Regions from separate parts of the Drosophila melanogaster genome. Here region 2 is linked to region 1. The links are chromatin contacts, called in public Hi-C maps. All regions are on one chromosome and are shown on one strand. Each heading gives the region's core, a stretch centred on a gene start, on an enhancer-like site or on the middle of the called end of the contact. The rest is flanking DNA. Distances are from core to core; before and after follow the strand shown. Region 1 holds the start of BuGZ (Bub3 interacting GLEBS and Zinc finger domain protein). Region 2 holds the start of CG17928.

The links. A called contact is a pair of places that touch in the nucleus more often than the background predicts.
Region 2: a contact with region 1 is called in a Hi-C map of the Kc167 cell line, with 2.8 times the contacts expected there. The contact joins the promoter of CG17928 here to the promoter of BuGZ in region 1. A contact is called at or near these places in 1 of 1 datasets of contacts at CTCF or cohesin (the Kc167 cell line), 61 of 107 Hi-C or Micro-C datasets (the Clone 8 cell line, the Kc167 cell line, the PNm cell line and 18 more) and 3 of 6 datasets of contacts at active chromatin or transcription factors (all in the Kc167 cell line).

The regions. Positions count from the first base shown.
Region 1 is chr2L:16,741,041-16,746,418 of dm6, forward strand. It overlaps BuGZ (Bub3 interacting GLEBS and Zinc finger domain protein), which reads left to right and starts at 2,365. Exons shown (of 7, transcript NM_001273584.2): 1 at 2,365-2,530; 2 at 2,720-3,027; 3 at 3,084-3,345; 4 at 3,650-4,067; 5 at 5,187-5,378. The coding sequence starts at 2,490. ChLD3 (Chitin and LDLR binding deacetylase 3) reads left to right here. Exons shown (of 4, transcript NM_135962.3): 2 at 1-264; 3 at 326-848; 4 at 907-1,570. The coding sequence ends at 1,185. It overlaps LSm7 (Like Sm 7), which reads right to left and starts at 2,060. Exons shown (of 3, transcript NM_001299056.1): 1 at 2,006-2,060; 2 at 1,586-1,946; 3 at 1,275-1,402. The coding sequence starts at 2,020. The coding sequence ends at 1,629.
Region 2 is chr2L:16,789,419-16,794,796 of dm6, forward strand. CG17928 reads left to right here and starts at 2,150. Exons shown (of 4, transcript NM_135966.4): 1 at 2,150-2,451; 2 at 2,525-2,855; 3 at 2,952-3,334; 4 at 3,392-4,026. The coding sequence starts at 2,354. The coding sequence ends at 3,905. Cyt-b5-r (Cytochrome b5-related) reads right to left here and starts at 1,303. Exons shown (of 3, transcript NM_001273585.1): 1 at 801-1,303; 2 at 99-481; 3 at 1-26. The coding sequence starts at 1,214. It overlaps Ugt37C2 (UDP-glycosyltransferase family 37 member C2), which reads left to right and starts at 4,793. Exons shown (of 1, transcript NM_001273587.1): 1 at 4,793-5,378. The coding sequence starts at 4,818.

The sequences.
Region 1 (5,378 bases), core at 1,115-3,614:
GTGCTTCTGCTCGAAGGATGGCACCCAGATACCCGGCAGTCTTCCGGCACAGAGTGTTCCGCAGATGATACTGTTGACCTTCGACGATGCCATCAATCACGATAACTGGGAGCTGTTCTCCAAGGTTTTGTTCACACAGCACAGGCGAAACCCCAACGGGTGTCCCATTAAGGGCACATTCTACGTTTCACATCCGTTTACCAACTATCAGTATGTGCAGAAGCTTTGGAACGATGGTCACGAGATCGCAGTGCACTCAGTAACGTAAGTTGTTGATCAGCCTGTAAATTATTTAAAATTGAAATTTCACTTTTATTGATTAAAGGCATCGTGGCCCAGAGATGTGGTGGTCCAAGAATGCCACAATTGAGGATTGGTTCGATGAGATGGTTGGCCAGGCGAATATAATCAATAAGTTCGCAGCGGTACGAATGGAGGAGATTCGTGGCATGAGAGTACCCTTTCTGCGCGTCGGCTGGAATCGACAGTTTCTCATGATGAAGGAGTTTGGCTTCGTGTACGATTCATCCATGGTTGCGCCGCATTCGAATCCTCCTCTGTGGCCCTACACCTTGGACTACAAGATGCCGCACAGCTGCACGGGCGTAAATCAGAATTGCCCGTCTAGGAGTTATCCGGGCATTTGGGAGCTGGTTATGAACCAACTGGAAGTGGGCGAGTATATGTGCGGCATGGTGGACACGTGTCCGCCGCATTTGAGCGGCGAGGATGTGTACAGAATGCTCACGCACAACTTCAAGAGGCACTACCTCAGCAATAGGGCACCATTTGGCCTGTATTTCCATTCGACTTGGTTCAAGAAAGTCGACTATCTGAATGCATTTCTGGTGAATATTCGAATTGTTACCCATAATACTAGATCTTCATTCCTTCCTGATCATTTAGAAATTCCTCGACGATCTGCAAAAGCTGCCGGATGTGTTCTTCGTGACTAACCAGCAGGCGATTCAGTGGATGCGCCATCCCACGCCCAGCAACCAGCTGCACCAATTCGAGTCCTGGCACTGCCAACCGAAGGACTTGGATCCCCACGAGCAGGTCTGCAACACGCCGAATGTGTGCAAGGTGCGTAGTCGGGTGCTGCAAGAGGATCGATTCTTCTACACTTGCATGGAGTGTCCTGCCCAGTATCCCTGGATTCGCAACGAGTTCGGCTTGGACTAAGGTGATAGCCCGCTTGACACTATAGGGCTCTGCGCAAGGCGCTTTGATATATCCATAATGTTTGGAGCGTTCCATAAGTAATTGGATAAGATTGATACAATTTTAGGTTTTAATTGTTTAGAAAAATTAATATTTATAAATTGGATTACGCATATTTAGATGATTCAGCTTTCAAAATCTGACCGTAAGCAAACCCGTAGATAACTTCGTAACATACCTGAAGAGGATAAAGTGCATTAATTTAAAATCGGAACACTCTGAATTTTATGGAGAAGCTTAAACAATTTCGCGGGCTCATAAACGTGGTACTTTGCGGCCTGATTAGATTTTAAGAACTAATTTATACGTATGTATGTCTCCGCTAAATATATTTAAACCGATTTCCAAAAGAGCTTTGTACTTAGTCTACATTCTGGAACGCATCCCAGCCACAAAACCTTGGACTATTGCGTTATAAACGGATTGGCGATGCTCTCGACTCCGTCTTGCGGACAAATGAGGACGAGGGCTGTGCCGCGACAGACGACCAGTCCCAGGCTGCGGGTCTGCTCCTCGGTCAGTTTGTAGGGCTCATCCGAGTCGCGCAGATACTCCACCGTGTTGTCCAGCACCAGATTGAGCAGCGCATCGTAGCCCTTGAGGATTCCGGATGCCTCGCGGCCGCCCGCGAATTTCACGCGGATCTGTTTCTCCAAGTACTTGGAGAGGTCCAGAATGGACTCCTTGCGGCGCTTCTCCTTACCGTCATTGTTGCCACCCACCTGACAAGTCACGATTTTGATGATTAAGCACCACAATGTAGTTATTCTATTTAATTTACCTTTTTATCTGCCATTATTCTGTTTTTGGTAAATGCCGGCTGGTAAAGAGTGACCAAAGCATATTTTTTTAGAAATACACCAAATAAGGCGCTACTAGCCAGCAGATGGCGCTGGTGAAGTAATCTTATGGGCCGCGCTTTTTGAGGTACATAATCGATAATAATGGAATAAACATATGTAAGAATTAATGTTATTTGAAAAATATGACAACAAAGTTCTCTTATTTCTACTGTCATCATTGTGAAATTATTTTCTTACCTTTTGCTATTGAGGCGAACATATCAATTTATTTGTATAATAATTATTATATTGGTTTAAGATATCGATAAGATTCATTTATTTGTATCGATATGCTGGTCACTCTGACTGGCTCTCCATTTTGTTTTCCACGACAGAGCAATTTTTAGTACAACAGATTGTTATCTTCTACCAATTACCGGATCGATTTTGTACATTTAAGTGTTTTAAAGCCACCTTAGGATCATGGGACGCAAGAAGAAGAAGGCCTCCAAACCCTGGTGCTGGTATCCTTTTCGCAAAACAAAGATATAAATATTTTTTCACTGCATGTGCCGCTCGCTGTATCTGCACATACACACACATTTATATAATGGTATTGGGTTGGGGGTAGATACACACACACATGTATATGCATACTGGCTACAACGCCGCATCCCCGTGAATTTTCCTTAACTCTTAACGCAAAAAACTAGGTACTGCAACCGTGAGTTCGATGACGAAAAGATCCTTGTGCAGCACCAGAAGGCCAAGCACTTCAAATGCCACATCTGCCACAAGAAGTTGTACACCGGACCCGGACTATCCATACACTGCATGCAGGTGCACAAGGAAACGGTGGACAAGGTCCCCAACTCGCTGCCCAATCGCTCAAATATTGAAGTCGAAATCTTTGGCATGGACGGCATTCCCGCCGAGGATCTCAGGGATCACGAACGTCAGAAGAATGGTGGCAAGTCTGATTCGGACGATGATGAACCGGTGGCCAAAAAGAAAGTAGAATGTAAGTGATCAGCAAACTGTATTGTATACAAAATCGCTATACAACATTCATTGCAGATGCCATGAGTGTACCGCCGCCTATGATGATGCCCCCGAACATGATGCCACCGCACATGCTGGGGCAGTACGGCATGGGCATGATGCAGCACATGCCGCCACTGCCTCCGTATCCAGTGCCCATGATGCCGCACATGATGCCTCCGCGTCCTTTGTTTCCAGCCGCCATGGCCACAACATCGGCGGCAGCTGCTGCGGCGGCGGCCCATCATCACCACGCCGCCGCCATGGCTCAACAAAAGCCAACATTTCCAGCGTACAGGTTAGCATCGTTAGGGGAAGACCATATAAGAATCCTTCCAATTTTTTTTTCTAAAGCTAGCAGTTAGACGTAGAGCCCTGTTAATAATCTTTTTTTTTTAAACGATTCGTATGTAAATTCAGTTTTGGGGGTATTTTAGGTGAAATACTTTCTACTCCAAATAATTGTTCACATTGGCACATTTTTAATGGTTTTCCCCTATTAAACATAGTTGTGAAGCAAGTCAAATGACTTATTATTAGGCTTAATCCTAAGAATTTGTTTTTAACTAACGTAAATCAATTATTTCTTCTTTTTGCTAAAGTAATGCTACCATAAGTGCTCCGCCTACCACCAATCATGCTGGTGGCGCATCCAGCGCACCACCAAGTGGTCCGCCAGATGCTCAGCAACACCAGCAGCGACCTCCAGCTCCACCGGCGGCAAGCGGAACTTCCGCTGCTGCTGTGACCACAAAGATTATGCATCCACAGGAGGACCTGAGTCTGGAAGAATTGCGCGCGCGCCAACCGAAAATACAAGCACGGTTGGCGGCCGCTTTGGCTTCACTGGCGAATCCACAAAGTCGCAAGAGTCCCAGCAACAATGGTGGCCCCTCTACGTCGATTCCCACCACTCCGCCGCCCCCGTCGCTGGCCGGGATCTCGCCCACGGGTAGCAATAGCAGCAGTGGCATGGCTAACTCGATTGTCGTCTCCGCAGCCATGTCGAAGGCCCAGGAAGTGAGTTCTTATCATAGTTATAGAAACCATAGTCAATATAAATAAACAGACCGTGACGGAAACGACTTCCACTGATTAACAGGAAATGACAAGCACAACGGACTGAAACGAGGACGTGTAAAAAAGACAATTTCCTCCAAAAAAAGAAAAATAATGAAAGAATAAATGTAATTGCACATAAAAAAACCTGACCCAATTTCGACTGCATTTTAAGAGAATGCATTCAGCATTCTAACAGAATTCCATTTTTCCAAACTGGACACTTTTATACATTTACTCTGCGCAGATCGCAAATTGCGACAGCGGAAGTTACGTTTAGACGACCACAGCGTACGAGAGCAAACAGATTACGAGAATCACACAATACGAAACAACATTAAAAAGAAAAGAAAACTTTTTTTAGCATATAGTATGATATATGTCTGTACAATTTTTAATTAAAAAAAATTAATGGCAACAAAACAAATGAAACGGCGGTTTTCAATTTAATTAATTTGATTTAAAACATTTTACCTCAACACATAGAGAACTCGATAGAAGGGAAAAGCAAGGTTTCGCATTGTCTTGGCCCTAAAAGTAATCTCCATCAATGTGATATGCCAACACATGTGCTAGTTTTGTATCTTAAAGGTAAAGCGGAAGCAGCTGAAATGCAATTCACATGCCCACTGATAAATAGTGAAATTCTTTATAGCGGGTGGGCTGATTTAATTGGATCATAGGGGCAGGTTTGAAGCCAGCTTGCTTAGTATGTTTTAGAAATCTATGTAGTCGGTTCCATACACGCTTAGGAAGCGTTTTTTACATCAAGCGCAGGCTAAAAACTCATTTTTAAATAGGGAATCTTAAATTAGATGATTACTTTAATTCTTGATATGATCTAGTAATTTTTGTTCGTCAATTTTTGTTACTTCAGCAGCTTACAATCTGCAATTCTATTTTTTCATTTGGGGTTCAGCCCCGTTTTTTTGAAACCCTTAAGCAAATTTTTTTGTTACCACGATAGGTACATAGAGACCTGACTCAGTCAGGATACATTTTTTTTGGGTTGACCCCGAAACTACACCCTCCCAGTGGCAAGTGAGATAAATTCAATCGATTCCAAACATTTTCTTACAGAACGCCGCTCTAGTTGCCGTGGCACAGGCGCAGGCACACGCACACGCACATGCTGCCCAGGTGCAGGCCCAAGCGCAAGCCCAGGCCGTGGTCCAAGCTCAGGTGCAAGCCGCGCATGTGGCACACGCTGTGGCAGCACAGCAGCAGGCAGTACAGCAGCAACAGGCGGCTCAGCAGCAACAGCAAGCCGCT
Region 2 (5,378 bases), core at 900-3,399, 48 kb after region 1:
TGGTGTGGCGCAGCGAATAGAAAATACTGCAATATCAATCAATCAAAAGATCACTGATTAGACTTTGTTTACGATCACCGCCTCGATCACACACTCACCGAGTGCCCATTTGTATGAAGAAGGCGAGGGCATAGGCCACCGGCTCCGTGACCCAGGACACATAACGCATCAACTTGCTCTTGATGTGCGGATTGGGCACCCAGCACAGCAAGGGTTCGAACATCGAGAGTTCCAGATCGAAATACGAATTCGGATAGATGTGGTGGGACAGAGCATGGGACACACGCCAGGCGGCAAAGTTCATCATGCCCAGATTAAAGGCGTACATCTGCCAGTTGTCCCGACGATGAAAGTAGTTGTGGGACACGATCACCGTCCAGCAGAGGGCCACACTCGCCAAGACCAAAGCCAAAAGGCTGTTGTATTTGGCACTGGCAATGCCCAACAGGTAGAGCGACACAACGAGACCCAGGTGAATGAGCTAAAAGAAATGTATATTAATATATTATAAATATAATGATAAATTTTAAAGTTATCATATTAATTAGGGTTTCAGCGTGCAAATAATTAAATAATATAATCACACAGGCCGCCGAATACAAGTGGGGGCATAATATTAGGGCTGCGACACGTGAAATGTAAGATTAGATGTTTTTAGTTAGTAATAAATTTATTTATGAGCCGGCAGGTTCAACTTCCTATCAATAAGTAACTGATAAGAATTACTTAACTGATATGAAATGAAATCTAAGGCACGCCCATTTTCAATAAGGTATTTTTTTTTGCAGATTAACACTCACATCACTCTTCTTTTTCGGCCGCTTGTCTATGGTCTTTAGTTGCTCGCGGACTCGCTCCTTTAGCGTCTTGTAGAATCCGCCCTCCTCCAAGGTCAGTGTGTAGATTCTGGGTTCAGCCGCATCCCTCACCTTGTATTTGGCGATCATCTTTTCGGGAGCCGTGGTCAGATGATGTGCCTCAAAGGCTTCGGTGATGTCGGTGCCCTTGGTCTCACGAATCCAGAAGGGACCGCCAGGATGCTTGTCAATGAACGAGGTGAAGTCATAGATGCCATCGTTGATGCGCCACAGTCCTTCGGCTCCATCGTCCTGCCGTTTACCCTTTTGCCAGCTGTGTGTGGTGATTAGGGCCGAATTTCGGTATGTTGGAAACTTGGTGGCAATGCCACTCTTTTTCCACTCCTCGATTACCATATTGCCGAGTCCTTTTGATCCTTGACGTCTGTGGCACAAACTTTACCGATCCGAGCACCTTTCCGCTGGGATTCCAACGACTAACTGAAAGGCACCGGCAGTGGTCCGTTTATTTTATGTGTAGCGCAAATCTCTTTTGATTATATAAACCGAAAATCGAGATTTCCAAACAAAACGTTTCCATTTTGATAAGGCGCCGGTGTTATCAGGAGAGCAGCGCAGCTGCCGCCTTTTAACTATTACGTCTATTTAATTCTCACATATTTTTAGCAGTATGTTCTAATCGCTAATTCATTTGGTGAAATCTCAAGCAGTGGGCATGTCTAAGCACCACATGGGCGGTTCGAGCAGACTTCGGCGACAATAGGTCAGTGCGGTGGCCATAACAATGTTATGGTATCGCGGCAGTTTGAGGCTTCGCTTGGCTGGCGTGGGTCTAGCCGAAAGCAATCAGCTTTTGAGATTGTTGGGGGTAGTCTTATCTCTAAGAGCTCCAATAAAATAAAATAATTTGATAGGAATAAATTCAGCGATTTACTAGGGTTTATTAGCATGGCTACACGTTGAGTTCACTTTTCTTTTGCTTGGTAAGCATAGGTAATCCTTGTACAACTTACTTAATATGAAGCTAAGGATATAAGTATAAGTATAAGTAAGTAATATAAGTGTAAGTATTTATACTTATACTTTTCTTTTAAACAAAGTTCTGACTTATGGGAAAATAATGCAATGCACACACTACTCTAGATCGCAATGCTGGCGCCCTTCAATGTAAGTATGCTTTGAATCTCATTTACATACTGTTACTTTTTCCTGATAAGAAGTGAGAGCCACTGAGAGGAAAGCTTTCAATCGGCGATACTCTCAGAGCTTTACTAATTGATCGAGCGAGTGCGATACGAAAACAAAAGCCGAGCGCCGCTCCAATAAAAGTTCAGTTGGCGCTACGTAAACAAACTTTGCGGTTAGTCTGCATCTGGGGTGTCCAGAACGACCGGTTCTTTCGTTAGGCACTAAGATGAACTTGGGAATCAAACGGCTAGTTATCAGCAACGATTAAGCACTAGCGTTCAAGGTACTTCTGGGGTTAAAATAAACTCCATTTATCAGTGTACATCGATTAACAAACAGTGCACAAAATGACGCCCAATGTTAAGGACGATGGTGACTGGAGAGTATCCGGAATATCCAGAAATTACCCGAGCTATCGCCAGCATCGACCGATTACCAGTGAAAGGTTTGCATCGAATATACCCATAAATTTCAAATTAATTAAATAAAACTACATATTTACATTTTCTCTTGCTCAGCTGGCTGGAGGGGAAAAATGTAGATGACGAGGCCGAAGGTCTTTGGCGAATTAACGATACGCTCTACGACTTAAGCGACTTTGCCGCTCGCCATCCGGGTGGTTCATCTTGGATTGAGTGCACCAGGGGAACGGATATCACCGAGCCCTTCGAGTCACATCATATCGAGGAGCGAGCTCGAGGAATGCTAAGCAAATTCGAGGTGCGAAAGGCTGCAAGGCCAAGGAACTACAAGTTCACTCTTGAAGAGAATGGTTTCTATATGACACTGAAGCGGAGAGTGCGTGAAAAGCTGAGAAAGATCGATTACTCTCCCACTAAGAAAACCGAGGTATTGTTGCGATCTTGACAAGTTACTAAAGTTCCGTCGAACGTAATATGCTTGTTCCCTATGATATACTTATTGTTCTACAATATAATCTTGCAGTTTCTCCATCTTGGCATCTTGGTGTCCGTCTTCCTCTTCAGTTGGGCAGGCACCGTTCTGGACTCATTGATCTTCAAGGGTCTAGCTGGATTGGCACTTTGCTGGGTGGCAACCTCAACCCACAATTATTTTCATCAACGGGACAGTTGGCGGATGTACACTTTCAATCTGACCATGATGAACTTCCGAAACTGGCGAATTTCTCACGCCCTATCACACCATGTTTATGCTAATTCTCTGCACGACCTGGAGATGTCCATGTTTGAGCCGTTCCTATGCTGGATTCCGGATAGTCATTATGCCAGTAAACCTCAACGATTGATCTCAGTGGTTATCAGCCCCGTGGTATATGTGGTCTTGTTCCAAGGGCAGTTTCTCATACGGTGAGTGGCCAAAATAGTTTTCTCTGTATTGTACTAATAGGTTGCATTATATTTTAGCCTGGTCCTTTCCCTGACCAAAAGAAACGTTCTGTGCTGGGATGATCTCATTGGCTTCAGTCTGCCCATTTTTATATATTTATCCACTGGTGTTAGCCTGTTGAGTGCACTTTTAAGCTGGGAAATAATTATATCGGTTGGGAGCTTTATCTTCGGACTTGTTGGTCTCACTGCTGCCCACCATGATCCACGTATTCTACACGATGGAGATGCCCAGCGACAGGACTTCGATTGGGGTCTTTACCAGGTGGACACGATTATAGATCGCGGAGACATCAAGTGGTCGGATCTTCTGGTGCTCACACACTTTGGTGAGCATGCTTTGCATCACCTATTTCCCACACTGGATCATGGAGTGCTAAAGCATCTGTATCCTGAGTTAAGGAAAACCATGAAAGAGTTCGACGTGGAACTGCGGGAGATCAATCACTGGAGTCACATAAAGGGACAGAATCAGCAATTGCTAAGAACAGAGAAGAATCCAATTCCGCCGGGTAGTAAAAAGTTGATGTAGGTGGGTTTTGGAATTGTAGTGATAATTGGGGAGGGTAATGGTTATTCTGGAAAAAGGTTATAATAAAGAATAATATTGGGTAAATTATGCAAAAATGTATATATTAAATACAATGTGACTTAACAGACATTGGTTTTCTTTTATAAAGCATTTTGTTTACCTGTCTAAACAAAACGTGCTCTTAACAAAAGAGCTTTCTTCGATTCTCTTTTTGTTTGCAAAGGTTTGTTAAGAGCACTATAATCATTGTCGCTTTTTTAAGTCGTTTGTTACGCATAATTACAATTATATTTTATAGTTCGGCTTATGAGGTGCTTAAGCAGATCACTTAAAACTACATTAATATTTTAAGAGGTGAGAGTTTGGTGGGTGTTACGAAAATTGGTGAACTACACGAAATATATTTTGATAGTGGGTTTTTGCTGACTCATCTTGACAAAGCAATTGAAAAACGAAAATAGATTTTATAATTAAATTAATTATAAAACTGCTGCCACGGAGTAATCAGGATATGGATTGACCTTTAAAGAAAACTGTTTTAAAAGGAATACAATAAAGTTGCGTTTATGTAAATTAAATAAATTTTTTTATTACTTTCATTTTATTTTTTAATAACCTTTATATATTTCTCTGATAAAATTTATTTAATTTTTATTTTGAACGTTTGAAACGCGTTAGAAAAAAAGTTAGAAAAGAGCGGAGTTGTATATCAAAGAGCAGGTAAATAAGAGTATCAAGAGAATGAAATGTTACCGTCTCTCATCAAGGTATTTTTCGGAATCGAGGGGAGTTGATAAGCAAATCCAATGACTGGCACCAGTTTTTTCACCCATAAATAGGTTTCCGCTTGCCCATTTCTCTTTAGTTTCTATTTCGACAGTGGCCGGACAGGTCATACCAAAAACTAATCAAATGATCGGAGTTCACTTCGTGTTTTTGTTGCTTCTCGGCGTGGTTGCCTCCACCCAGGGAGCTAACATTTTGGGGCTCTTCAGCAGTCACAGTCCGTCGCATCTGATAATCCACATGTCGGTGGCCAAGGCACTGGTCAAAGCTGGACACAATGTGACCGTGGTGTCCATGCTGAAGCCCAAGGTGACGCACAAGGACATCCACCTGATTGTGGTGCCTATGAAGGAGGAGCAAGAACGCATCATGGAAGACCAAATGACCGAAATGGCCGGGCAAAAGAACTCACTGGTCAGCACTATGTATCGCCTTCTAACCAGCATGGATGTTATGATCAATGCCCAGGCGGAACTCCTATCCGACCCTCGGTTTCAGCGCATTTACGAGACCAAATTTGATTTGATGATTTTGGGTTACTTCATCAACGACTTTCAACTGGGTGTCGCCCATAAGCTAAAGGTGCCGGTAATTATTAATTGGATGTCGGCACCTGTTCCGGCAATCGATAAGTATACGGGTAATCCCTCGGAGTTATCCTATGTGCCCCTCATGGGAACTGTGGCC